Linked DNA regions of Mus musculus: regions 2 and 3 are each linked to region 1. The links are chromatin contacts, called in public Hi-C maps. All regions are on one chromosome and are shown on one strand. Each heading gives the region's core, a stretch centred on a gene start, on an enhancer-like site or on the middle of the called end of the contact. The rest is flanking DNA. Distances are from core to core; before and after follow the strand shown. Region 1 overlaps Sipa1l1 (signal-induced proliferation-associated 1 like 1). Region 2 overlaps Sipa1l1 (signal-induced proliferation-associated 1 like 1). Region 3 has its middle 6.2 kb from the start of Gm30966.

Region 1 (4,384 bases), core at 1,703-4,202:
GGATTTCAGCATTTCTGCTCAGCTTCAGAAGAGGGGAAAGCTAACACGATCAAATGAAAACTACACAGCTGTCAGCATTCAAGCCAGACAGCTCACAGTGACAAGAACAAGTGCCTTTGTAATAGTGTGTAATTAGGCCTAATGTGTGCACGGGGAGTGTGGGGCTTCCCTTGTGCAGTCAGAGAGTGGGTGTTGGCTGACACCTCCCTTTGTCGTGAAGTGAGGCAGGTAGTCTTCTTGTAGAGATAAACTTGTGACAAGCATGCATCATGTATAGCTTTTCCATCTCACCTAAGTACAGTTTCTAACTGTAAAGCCTTCACTTGCAGATCTGTCTATCCCATTTCTATTAGATGAAGACTTTTTTTTTTCTAAAAGTAGCTGAATATCTTAAGTGAAGCCCACCCCAACCCCTTTTAGGGGAAGATGAGCCAAGGTCTCATTCTGTAGGCTGTTAGGAGACTGAGTAGGCATCCGGGATAGCCTAAAACTCACGGTGTCCTCTTGCCTCAACTCCTGAGGGAAGCAGGGCCATCAGCTTACTTTGAAAGCACTCTCACATTGTATCTTTTCTCTTGAAAACTCACATAAAACATTTTCTAGTGCACAGTTTCGTGGCCGACTCAATTTTACATCTTGTGGAAAGAGGGATTGTCACCTTAGCCCTGTCAGGCTTGGCTGATGGTGCCAGGAGTGATCTTGAAGACTGGCGGATGACATACAGCCTCTTTATTTCCTCCCAACTTTTGTTGTTTTAGGAACGTTTTGGTATTTTTCTTTCTGAGATTAAGATTAGTAGATGCATACAGATGTTGCTGGTTATTTTTCATGGGCCTACTTTTTTTTAGCTCTGTGTATGCAAAAGCAGTGGTGGGAGCAAGCTTTCTTAGGTCAGTCTGACGTAAAGCAGACAGGAAAGGGCAGTGTGCTTCTTGCAGAACCACAGACCAAAACCAGAATATTTGGACCAAAGAATAGCTCGGTTAAAAAACATGATTTCCAACTATTGTGGCAGTTCTATAAAAGTCATAATTGGTATTGATGTTTTTATTTCAAAGGTATGCTTTCACTCTAGTCTCACGATGCCTCACACATGGCCCATCAGATAGTATTTGCTTTATTAGAAAGGACTTGTTTCTCAAAGGCCATGTATCTCCTGACATTTCCCTGATGGACTGTGTATGTCGCCTGCAGCCATTCTATCTCAAGTGGAGGACACATCTGTGTTCTGACAGAATCTCTGTTCTGAAAGGTTGTGTGATTATAGCAACCTGCGCACTGGATATAGTCTGTAGGTATTTAAAATAGCTTTTATTCTGGTGTGTGGAACATTACAGTAAGCCAGCATGACTAACCACCATGATCTTACAGTTAGTCTCCTACCTGCTAAAGAAGTGAAGTTGAAACTTTAAGGTAAAAAGAGTCTGCCTGGAAAAAACTGAAGTAAACTAACAAGTTGACTAATTAAGCAGAAGTTTGTGTTCTTTCTTGACCAGAATGAGGATTGTCTTAACTAACATGCGCATCCCCTTTCCTTAGGACGGGGAACCCAGAGTCTTGCATGTCTGCACTGGACCAGCCCCGGCCACATGTCCCCATGTCCCCACGTCCCCATGGTGTAATAGAAGACAGACATACTGACACACCTCTCATCCTTTGTCCTTTGCTTTGTCTCTCAGTGTGGCAGTCACCAGGTCCAGAGATGTACCTTCTTTTGGACCTCCCATCCCTAAAGGGGTCACCTTCCCCAAGTCAAATGTGTTCAGGGACTTCCTTTTGGCCAAAGTGATAAATGCAGAAAATGCTGCTCATAAATCAGAGAAGTTCCGGGCCATGGCGACAAGGACCCGCCAGGAATACCTGAAAGATCTGGCAGAAAAGAATGTCACCAACACACCTATTGACCCTTCTGGCAAGTTTCCATTTATTTCTCTGGCCTCCAAGAAGAAGGAAAAGTCTAAGCCTTATCCAGGAGCTGAGCTCAGTAGCATGGGGGCCATTGTGTGGGCTGTCCGGGCCAAAGACTACAACAAGGCCATGGAGTTCGACTGCCTCCTTGGGATCTCCAGCGAGTTCATCGTCCTCATTGAGCAGGAGACAAAGAGTGTGGCTTTCAATTGCTCCTGCAGAGATGTCATAGGGTGGACTTCCAGCGACACCAGCCTCAAAATCTTCTATGAGCGGGGAGAATGTGTGTCGGTGGAGAGCTTCATTAGCGGTGAAGATATCAAAGAAATTGTCAGAAGGCTGCAGGTGAGACTGCTGTAACCATGCTCACTCCTGGGGTTTCGCAGACTAAAGCCAGGGCACAGAGGCCTGGGGCAAGATTGGCTACTCTGGCAATTCCTTTGCTGATGAGTGAAGCAACACAGTTTATCTGACGTTCCTGCTTTCCATTGTTTGTTGAGGAAAAGTAGCAGCCCTGGGCGGGTGGGATGACATGTTGTCTGGGGTCTTGTGCTGGGAAGTCACCTGCACATAACCCAGTCTCACTGCCCTGGTGGCGGGTGTTCCTGTAGTTGCTGAGAAAGCTGTTTAATAAAGCTGTCAATAACCCACCATGGATTATTTTTTAAGGACCGCTGAAAGTAGAATACAGGTTCTTTTTGCTGCCAGCCTATCCCAGATTTTTCTATGTCAGGAAAGCCACTGGTCCCTGTGGAGGCAGCCAGTGTGTTGTGTTTTCCTACCAAATTAGAGACTAGGGAAGAGGACTAACCAGCCTGCCCTCCAACCAGCTACCGGATGTTCGGAATAACTAAAGGCAGCATTTTCTTTAATGCCAAGTCCACTGTTAATGATTAACTGAGTACCTCTCATTTCCTTGTCTAGTTTGTTTCAAAAGGTTGTGAATCTGTGGAAATGACTCTGCGAAGAAATGGGCTGGGGCAGCTTGGCTTCCATGTCAACTATGAGGGCATTGTGGCGGATGTAGAACCCTACGGCTACGCATGGCAAGCAGGGCTGAGGCAGGGCAGCCGCCTGGTGGAGATCTGCAAGGTAGCAGTGGCCACCCTGAGCCATGAACAGATGATCGATCTCTTGAGAACATCAGTCACAGTGAAGGTTGTCATTATCCCTCCCCATGACGACTGCACCCCACGGAGGTAGGTCTGAGTTTACGGCTGCTGGGCCACATGGGACATCTCTTAGTAAGCAGAGTAGCCAGAGAGAAATTGTCCTCTTGTGAGGCTTATGGTTCCTGCGTGGAAAGTCTCCCGCAGAATGCAGTCCAGACAAGAGCTGCAACACCCATCTTCAGCATCTCGCACCGGAGGCCTGTAAGCAGAGCACATCCATCGAGGCTGTCTGAGTGTCTGTTCCTGTGGCATCGCGCTCATGCTGTCCTCACTCCCATGTACCTCACGAATGTTCAAAGCTCAATGGTTGCTTTAATCCCTGCTGTCTGGCTCTGCTGAGCCCGACTTCCAGGCTTTTTTTCTGGCAGCATCTGTGGGGCCAGGAACGGGCTTCAGATGACTCAGTGCTGTGCTTCATGCCTGACTGCCTTCTCTAGAGGGAAGGCTGGAGCCTCCTGCCTGTTCAGCTCCTGGCAAGCCAGCAGCACTGACCAAAACTTCACGTCTTTGTTGCTTGATTGAGCCAATCTAATCAACTGTTTTTCTCCTTTAGACTTAGCAAATATTTTTGTTGGTTTTAAACAAACAAAAAAAAAAAAAAAAAAAACTTGTAGCCAGTTGTTGCTGTCATGTACCTTAAATCCCAGTACTAGGGAGCCAGAGGCAGGTGGATATCTGAGTTTGATGCCAGCCTGGTCTAATTAGTGAATTCCAGGGCAGCCAGGGCTACACAGAGAAACCCTGATTGGAAAAAATCAAATTAAAAAAGAAGAAGAGAGAAAAAAAGTTGTATATTTTTAGCCACTACTTTCTAAGAATTTGTCTTAAATTTTGTAGTTAAAGCCAAAACATAACTGGGTGATGGTGGCACACGCCTTTAATTCCAGCTCTCAGGAGTCAGAAGCAGGTGGATCTCTGTGAGTTTCAGGACAGCCTGGTCTACAAAGCAAGTTCCAGGATAGCCAGAGCTGTAAGCAGAGAAACCCTGTCTTCTTGCTAAAAAATAAAAATGCAAAATACACACAACATCTAATTAATTAACTAATAATTAATCATAAATAAATACTGATAATTAATCTAACCAAACCATAGTTCTTTTTCTCCCTAAAATGACTAGTCCTAGGTCTGAGCACTCATGGATTTATGATTAGCAGATGGTAGACTATAAATCATTATTGTGGGTTATTTGTGCCCCTTAAAGACTTAAGTGAACTTCAGTTAAAAAAATCAGTCTTTATTCAGAATAGCATTTATTTATGCCATTTATCAGGTAGGCAGCCTGGGGGTTGTGTGCCTGTGTCGGA
Region 2 (4,189 bases), core at 749-3,248, 64 kb before region 1:
CCTTCCCGTTCTAAGCATCTGCTGCAGACTTAGCATCTGAAAACTAAGGCACAGAACTGCATGGAGGTGCTTGCACAATGCTGGGCGTTGGACTAGAAAACCTGAAACTGTTGGGGTGGGTCCTGGATGACTGATGGAGACACAGGAAGCATTGGGGACAAGGACAAGATCAGCAGATCAAACTCCCAGGACCTGCCAAGGTAGGAACAATGTCCAGGAGCTGGCTTTGGAAACTACTTCTGTTTTAGACAGCCATAAGCTTCGGGCTCCCAGCTTGAGCAGATCTAGCCACTCCTCTCTTCTCGCCTGTGAAAGGGCTCTACTCATCTCCTTTGCCCCAGCAGTGTGAGAATGCCTGCCTGCTTTAATTGTACCACCATTAACTGAGCACTGGCTTTCCTAGACGTTTTCCTAATAGGTGTTAAATGATGTTGTGTTGATTTCCCTGTCTTTGCTTATTATAGCCACAGTCTCAGTAAAAATACACAGGCCTTGACTTTGTGTTCTGTTAAAGAAATTTTCTTACTTCAGTACAGTCTCTTTTAAACTTGTTTTAACTGCTGTTTTTCAAGAAAACTTCCAACAAACAACAACAACAAAACAGCTTTTCAGTAGACCTTATGTTAGAGGCTGTAACATTAAAGGTGATAATAACACACAATGAGACCAGGGTCTCTCTCAAGTAGAAACTTTGGTTTCTAATGTAATGATCTTGATTTTTGTGGTTTTTTTTTTCCATAAAAAATAATCCTAAGTTCTTATGGTCCCTCACAAGGAATGTTAAAAAAGTAGCTTTCTGAAGGAGAATATATCCAAGTGCTGTGTGCATAGGTATGAGATAAGCAAGGGATAAGGCACAGGCTGAGATAAGAGTAAAGGCTGCAGGAAGGGAGTTTGACAGGGTTGTGTCCAACCGCCGTCACTGCCTAGACCCACAGTCTCATGGTACCTGGTGCTTAAGCCAAGTGCAACATCCCCCTCCCTCCAAGTTCAAAGTTCAGGGATGGTGGGACCATGGAGAGACTGGCTTTAGCTGTGGATATTGGTCCTGCATTTGGGCAATTCTGGTTTATCCCTAAGGTTGTTGTGCCCATCAAGAGGATGTAAATGTTGTGCTTATGGGCGCTTCTGAACCAGAACCTATGAACAGGCAAGCGATCAGATTTCCAGCTTTACTGCCAACACGCTTACTCCTTATTTGGAGGGCAGGAGCTGTCATGAGACTTGAACCCTCCTGTGTGTGCTGAGCACATCCTGACTAAGCCGTGCTCTATCCCTAAGAGTGTACTTCAGGAGCAGACTTGACATTCCAAATGGGCAGTCACTATCTTTTTACCACGGAAATCAAAAGGAGGTGAGCGAGAACTAAAGGACTGTGTTAGCAGGTTTTATTCTAAATACTTGATTGGTGATTGTTTATGTTTTACTTCATTGGTTTTTTGCCCCCTAATTATAAATTAAAGCTGAAATAAGGAAAGTGTAAGAAATCAAGAATTTTAAGTTTGAAGGAACAGATAAAAACTCAAGATTTTACATAGTGTATATCTTTGTATATGCATATAATTCATTTAAAAAACAAAAAACAAGGCATTTCATTAATTTCTGTCTTATTTTGGGGGGCCAGGTGGCCTGAATAAGTAGTATATAAGGCTCCTTTTTGTTTACAGAGCTAGGCTCTATATAAAAGTTGAGCAGTGACATGGGAAGTTGTTGGACCAAGTTCCAGATTGGGAGCTGGTGGTGGCTTCTCTGCCTCTTCAGACAGCGGCCCTCCTTGCTGGTTGTCTGCTTTGCTGGAGCTCTAAGTACACAGGTCCTGTCAGTGGTGATCAGGCCGCTGCACTTGGCTCTTTTCTGTTCTTGCCACTCGGTGTCTTACATGTGCACCCAGCTCACTCACACTGTGGAAAACACAGACAGTCCTGAGTGGCTGCGGTGAGGTTAGGGCTGGGTGTCTTAAAGAAGGTACATAACTGGCTGGTGTCGGGGGCATGCGCACAGCTCTGGTTTGCTTTTCAGCACTGAGTAAAACCAGGTGTGCTGACACGTAACTGTAATTCTAGCTCTGGGGAGGTGAAGGATGGAGAATCTGAAATTCAAGGTTATCCGCAGTTCCATGGCCAGGTCAAGGCCAGCTTGGCATGCGTGAGGCTCTGTCTTAACTTTTCTTTTAAAAAATAAGAAACATATAATTGGTTGATTTAAAACAAACAAACTTGAAAAGTCAGGACAACAAAGATGTGACTTTTATATTTGAGGATAAAGGGTCACAATTATTTGCCAGTCATTGATTTGAACTTCCCTCCCATTTCTGTGCTGGATTAACCCCTCCGCTGTCACTGACCCATGACACTGTCCCAGTGGACTTTTCCAGAGTTTGGATTGCTGATTTGCTCTGCATTAGTAGGCGTTTCCCTGGGACAGTGTCAGCCAGTTTTAAGTAGGTCATTCACAGCTTTTTTAAAGGATTTATTCATTTGTGTCTGTTTTCATGTTCTTTGATGGCAAGAGGGCCGGGGGAGATGAGCGGGTGTCAGCCTTCCTTTCCTACTGGCATGACATTTGTGAATCGGAGAGCTGAAACTGAAGCCCCTGTGAGCTGTGTGGTGGTGACACCTGAACTCAGGGCTGGAACTGTGCTCTCTTGTTGTATCAACCTAGGAACCGCCCACACTACTCCAGCCTCTCCGCATTTCACCTGGGATCCTCTGGCCTCTATTTCTAACCCTTAGTTTTCAAAAATACTGGTCACCAGGGAGGAAATGCCCAAACATGTAGAGTTAATTATGGGATTCCAGAGTGGAGGAGCCTACTACAAGGAGCAGAGCTTGAGGATTAGACTATAGAGGCAACAGAGCCCCCATCTCTTCTGCACTGCAGGGTGTCTTTGAGAAATGCAGAGGTATCTCTTCACACGGCTCCAGTGTTATTAGAAAAGTATGTTCTGGAAGGGCAACCTGGCCTGACAGCTCCAATAAGCAGTGAGGCATGAGGTCTGTTCATAGGCGGGCTCTGCTTGGCTATTTAACCTTTATGGGTTTCTACTTTCTGGCCCTGAGCTTCCTCATGTGGGGAATCTAGTTCTCACCAAGGTCGTCTTCACGGAAATTGACAGTTTTGTGTTTGGAACGTTGCCTTAGTAACTCAAGCCCAGTCATCTGGTAGTTCTTAGTGACATGGCACCTTACCCATTTCCTGCAGCCTAGTGAAGGAAGCCATGTGGAGGGAGCCTCTGTTTAGCCCTGCCTTTCAGGCCTACTTTAGGCCAAGGTGGGCCTGGTAGCTGTTGAGATGCTCTGAAGGGTCCCAGACTGACCACCAGTTTAGAAGCCGCTGCTGCCACTGTTTATTATTTTCCTCCTGGATGGATGCATTTCTAGTAGACCCAGAGCCTGGGGGAGACTTAAGAAGTGACATGGACTGGACAGGGAGGCCTTTTTCTTCTGTATTAGCTAATTATTCATTCTTTAACTGCCAGCACAAATGTGTTGAGTGTGTGCCCACCTCATAGAAAGCACCTGTGTTACACATAGCCCACTTACCTTGTGTTGCTGGGTGTGATATTTCCCTTCTGAACTATTTCTCTGTTCGTGGAGTCTGAGATCCTCAACTCACTGGCTGCTTATGAGGACTGAGACATATGACAGAGTCCCTCCATATAGAGCCTTTAGTCACAGCTTGTGTGTGGGCATCCAGATGCAGTGATGAATAGATCGGACTGTCTGCAGTCTGTTTGAGGAAGTGCTACTAACAGGGAGGGAGGGATTCCATGTGTCTATCCGGAGGCTTTTCTTTTAGAGTCTTCCTTAGGTGATGTTCTAGAATCCTGAGTGCACTGTAGGAGCTGCTGCTGTTAATTCTTGAGGCCCGCTGATTTGGATTTGAGTTGTGCTTAGAACAGACTGTTCTTGCTGCCCCTTGACTCTTCAAGCTAACTGTGGTGTACTTTTTCAAGTGCACTTTGTTAAATTGTCTTCAGAACATATAATGTTCAAAAAAAAAAACCCCACCATGCTCTTAACAAAGCCATTTTGAGGCTCCTTTCTTGAGCTGTCTGGTTTCTACACATCACTTTTCTCTTCCCTCAACTAGATAGCTGCAGGGATTTGAGGCTGGAATGTGCCTTTCTGTGCAGGAGGGTGGGTCCTAGCTAACAAGCTGGCAGCCTGCAGAAGCTTTCCTGCTGAGG
Region 3 (4,583 bases), core at 1,293-3,792, 73 kb after region 1:
CACGTTAGGGACAATCTCACCCTGACCTACTTTGGCACTTTAGCCCTGCTTTTGGATTATCCTGTAGAACAGCGGTGGAAAGGACCCTCATCCCACCAGGCACAGCTCTCTGATGGTCAAAGGCAGGGAGAGCTCGACCCTAAACTCTCTGCAGAGGAGACAGCAAATGCCTAAAATACAATCAGCCAGTGCAGGCAAGTACAGGAAGTCACCTTTTCAGCCTTACTGACAGCCAAGAGTCACAGTCGCAATCTGCCTCAAATGTTCTTTTTTGCAGTGTTACGAAGTTCTACACCAACTCAGGCTCCACCTCTCTCCAGCTTCCATCCAGAGGCACACTCTTGAAGGCCTTGCAATCCTGGCACTCTGCCAAGAACACACCACATCCCTGCTTTCCGGCCAGGGAAGACAGGACCCAGAAACCAAGGAGTCAGCCCCTCACTCTCACAAGTTTGTACTCATTTCAGTTGGATTCTAAATCTCTGCACTCACCAGACCTCTAGCCTTCTGTGCCGGACCTTGTCCCCAGGACCCCGAGGAAAACCCTTCTCTTTCTCTTTAGAGATGGCTTCTTCCTCCTTGATGCTTCCTCCAGCACTAAGCGCGTTCCAGCTTCTCACTGGATGGCACCTGCTTGGCCTCTCGTCTCAGTAGCTTCTCAGTTACAACCTTTACCTGGATTCTGTTCCAAGAGCCGAAATGAACACAATGTTGCTGCTTGGTTATGGGTTTGATAAGATTCTTATCACTTAAGGCTAGAATGTTGTTTTTGATCACCTGACATAGCTCAAGGCTGCGTCGGCCTGAGTTCACAGGCATCCAATACTAGGACATTTTTCTTAGGGTTGGAATGAGACTTGTCATTGTCTCAGGTCAATTTTCATCTTTTCACCGGTTGTTTTCATCTGTTGAAGAGTTTTAATGCCGGGTTAGCCTTCACAATAGCCACTATCCCTCCAGGAGTGTCATATGTCTCAGTGAGGCCCCCATTGTGCTGATAAGCTGCGGACAAGACCTGTGGCCACCCAATAGACTATCCCCGTTGTTTTCAAATTGGATGCCGCAGCTCTGGGAGTGTCAGCTGGTTCTGAGGCTTTAGTCCAGACTATACATTTCTTCAAGGTTGTGCCTGCCCCCTCACACCATTTATTTTCCCCATTCCTTTAGTCCAGGCTTTGTTGGGAGGGACAAGGCAGAGACAGACCTGGAATCCCTTGATGAACATTATCCAGGGTGGGTCTCTCCACCTCAGCAAGCTGCTGAGATCTCTAGCATCCCGTTAAACCTGGGGCAGAGACTCTGTGATGCTCTGAGAGTGAATGTGCAGTATTCGTGGGACCCATAGCAGTTCCTCTGTGTGGGCTGAACCAGCAAAGGACGGTAACTCACGGGCTTCACTGAGGCATGAGTTGGGGTCACCCTCTTTCCTTTGGTGGGTGGGTGGAGAAGAAAGAGTCAATTAGATTTACTTAAATGACTCCCCTCTACACCAGCCAAAACCAAAATCAAGGTCTCTTTAGATAGCTCACTAAAGAGGTGAGTAGCCTCATTACCAAAACCTGCTGCTCAGAGACTTCCGCTCCCAGCGGAATTCCCCCCCCCCCACCCCATGCTCTTCTGACAGTTTTACAGTTCAAAGTTCAGAAGGAGGAGGGAGAGAAGTTTCATAGGAGGAAAGATCTCTACAAAATTAGAAACGAAGTTCATGTCCCCAGCTTCCAGGCTGCTTGTCAGGAACACAAAAGGTGGCATGTGATAGCGATGTAGGTTGTGAGTTTAGGAGAAAATCACAGAGGGGCCAAGGAGAGAAGATGCCATGGGTATGTGTGTAGCCATTCACTTTAGTACTGAACTTTCCGGAGCCAGAACGTCCCCCAGCACCAACTTGCACCCGTGCAGGCTTAACAGCATGCTGTGAGCGTCCTCTGCTGTCTGTGTTTGGGCCGGCATCCAAGCCAGTTGGGCTGTTTCCTTAATGGCTACAAGCAGGCGTCTCTCCCGCTTTCAGTTTCAAGAAGTACCATAGCCCCATCAGAGTCTGCGCTAAGGAGTGGGACTGGCCAAACTGACCCCTTCAGTACTGCATCTTTTTTAAAAAAAAATATTTTTTTTGGTGGTGGAAACTCTAGAGGGCGGAGAAAAAAGAGGTCTTGCTGTGTGAACCGGGGAGGAGGGAAGGGAGTCGTGGCGGGGAGGGAGTGGGGGTGGGGGTGGGGGTGATAGGTTATTTCTGCTCCAGGGCAAGAAGGAAAGAATCTCTGTGGAGATTCCTCCCCCCACCCCCACCCCCCGGAAGGCACTTCCAGCTTTTGTAAACCTCAACATCACTGCGGAGGGAAGCCGTTGGAAAGCTGCCCCTGGGAATTATGGGGCAGGGAAGTCAGAAAGCATAGAGTGATCTTAGATAGACTGCTAGGCTTTGAGGTGCAGAAACACATACTACCCCTTCCTTTAAAGGCGGTCCAGCGGCATCAAACGCTGATGTCGATGAAGCCGCTGATGCGGTTCTCCATGATTGGAGGAAAGCAGGGGTGACGTCAGCGCATGCTTGTAATTCCCGCACTCAGGCTGCAACAGGAGGGATCTGGTTAAGGCTGTGTTCAGCCTGGGCTACAGAGGAGGAGATCTTGTTTAAAACGCAAGACAAATCAAACAAGAAAAACCAACGAGGGGGAGAGAAAAGGGTCAGGCATCAGGATTCATTACATGTATGTAGTAGATCTAAAGTGGAAATTTCTGGTTTCTTTGAAGACTTGGGTTATAATGTTTTGCTGGGACAATCAGGGGAAAGGATGTCTTGCTAAAGCAGACACGTGAGAGAATGTTTTGATGAAGGAGACACAGGTGAGAGGATGTTTTGCTATAGCAAACAGGTGAAAGGATGCCCAATGTTTAGAAAGAATATAAATATGGCCCCACAGAGAGTGGGAGCGCCAGCTGCTTTGCCTCCACTGCCTTGCAAGCCTTCGCTGATGACACGCATAGATTGGTTCACCTTCCATTGCATTGCTGAAGTTCGCTTGTAGTGACCTCATAGAGAGAAACCCACCAAAATAACTTCTTGTGAGAGTCCTGCGACTTCTGGTCACTGGACTTGGCCGATTGGCAAACCTCACCTTATCCCCTGGAGTGAACTGCCTTTGCTGTTCCCGGTGTGTTGCCTGCCAACTGGACTGGACTGCAGTTGCTGATTTATGTTTGGTGTTTGCTAGTTGACAGAAAACAATGAAGATGGGAATCGCCCCCAAAGAACTATTTCTAAAGAGGTCCACTTCACCCCTATCCTAATAACCTTTCTTTTCCACTACCTCTGCTAGAGGGGAAGTCGAACTCTTATTAAAGTAGGTTGTGAAAAATATATGCCTACATAGATCCTTGCTATAATGAATAAAATGGGCATAAGAAATGTCTCGTTGTTTCCCTCCCTTCATGCTCCAGACCCAGCCTAGTGTGGCTAAGCTGAAAGGAGAGTCCAATTTCGGTAGCTACCCAAATGGTCTCCTGCCCTCCTGCTCCGACATAGGAGCTGGGGGGTCTGAAAGGAGATGCCCAGCCTGAAGTCCCCTGCTCACTTATTAGATGTTCAAGGGTCACCTCCCCAGCCCCCCAAGTGCTGTGACCATTGTAGGAACCTGAAAAGGTCTGTCTCCCTTCTGAGCTTGGGCCATTCTCATACCTTCTTATTTCTCCATGCCTGGCCTAGCACAGGCTCATGGAGGCCACTCAGCCTGGGCAGGAGGGACACCACTCTTTACAGCGCCTACCCAAGGATCACCCATGGGCATAAGGTGTGAAAGGAGACACCAGGTGTCTCTGAAACCCAGGGCACATTCCCAGTGTCCACATAGCATCTCTTGTTACTCTGAACTGATAACCTGTCCACTGCCGCCCGCCAGGCTTTGCAGTAATGCTGCTGTTTTCTGTTTTTACAAAGAAAGAGGCCATGACAGTGGCTTCATAGATTAAGAGCTGTGAGCTGCCTACATTGGAGACAGACATCACTAATGTAAGAAGGGTTTGAGTGTTCGGTGTGAGTGCCCATGGCTGAGATGAGACAAATTAACTTATCAAGTACCACTCAGCATCCAAGCACTGGCTCTGTGCAGAATGGAGTTACTTCCCAGTCATGCTAAATGACACTGGCTAGCGTGCTTCCTCCCCAATTCATGGTTCTGATTCTGTGATGTGCACAGCAGTTATAGACAGCAGCTGAGGGACGTTTCTGAAATTCTGAGTAATTCAGATTCTTCTGTGTATATATGTAAAAGTCTAGATCCTCAACCTTCCTAACACCGCACCCCTTTAATACAGCACAGTTCCTCAGGATATGGTGACCCAGATCGTGAAATTACTTTTGTTGCTACTCTATAACTGTAATTTTCCTACGGTTATGAATGGTAATATAAATAGCTGACATGTGGATGGTCTTAGATGGCCCCTCTAAAAGGGTCCTTCGGCTTAGAGGGGTCGCGGCTCACAGGTTAAGAACGACTGCTCTGTAGTGCTTAAAGTGAGACATTGTTTCTTCTGAATGGTAACCATGCAGGCAACGGTAAGTGATTTGATCAATCTTTATACAAATG

Evidence for each region. Hi-C and Micro-C count contacts between places; a contact is called where the count stands out from the background.
Region 2: a Hi-C map of liver shows a contact between it and region 1, with 2.8 times the contacts expected there. The contact joins two enhancer-like sites. A contact is called at or near these places in 15 of 484 Hi-C or Micro-C datasets (3T3-L1-derived adipocytes, CD8 T cells, the HPC-7 cell line and 11 more), 4 of 115 datasets of contacts at active chromatin or transcription factors (embryonic stem cells, forebrain, kidney and 1 more) and 2 of 9 other capture datasets (adipose tissue and pancreatic islet).
Region 3: a contact with region 1 is called in a Hi-C map of liver, with 2.6 times the contacts expected there. The contact joins two enhancer-like sites. A contact is called at or near these places in 7 of 484 Hi-C or Micro-C datasets (the HL-1 cell line, the N1E-115 cell line, Sertoli cells and 4 more) and 1 of 115 datasets of contacts at active chromatin or transcription factors (fibro-adipogenic progenitors).

Annotation. Positions count from the first base shown.
Region 1 is chr12:82,394,514-82,398,897 of GRCm38.p6, forward strand. It overlaps Sipa1l1 (signal-induced proliferation-associated 1 like 1), which reads left to right. Exons shown (of 21, transcript NM_172579.3): 8 at 1,680-2,253; 9 at 2,833-3,107. Among named protein-coding and RNA genes, the nearest start is that of Gm30916, 5.0 kb to the left of the region's middle. Within about 2 kb of position 2,953, at least 68 of the 459 cell types and tissues checked have an H3K27ac peak or open chromatin away from gene starts, as enhancers often do. A contact at or near this core is called in the N1E-115 cell line, brain, fibro-adipogenic progenitors and 2 more, where this site is marked.
Region 2 is chr12:82,331,048-82,335,236 of GRCm38.p6, forward strand. All of the region lies in intron 1 of Sipa1l1 (signal-induced proliferation-associated 1 like 1), which reads left to right. Among named protein-coding and RNA genes, the nearest start is that of Sipa1l1, 22 kb to the left of the region's middle. Within about 2 kb of position 1,999, at least 35 of the 459 cell types and tissues checked have an H3K27ac peak or open chromatin away from gene starts, as enhancers often do. A contact at or near this core is called in kidney and liver, where this site is marked.
Region 3 is chr12:82,468,264-82,472,846 of GRCm38.p6, forward strand. No RefSeq gene overlaps it. Among named protein-coding and RNA genes, the nearest start is that of Gm30966, 6.2 kb to the right of the region's middle. Within about 2 kb of position 2,543, at least 295 of the 459 cell types and tissues checked have an H3K27ac peak or open chromatin away from gene starts, as enhancers often do. A contact at or near this core is called in the N1E-115 cell line, brain, fibro-adipogenic progenitors and 1 more, where this site is marked.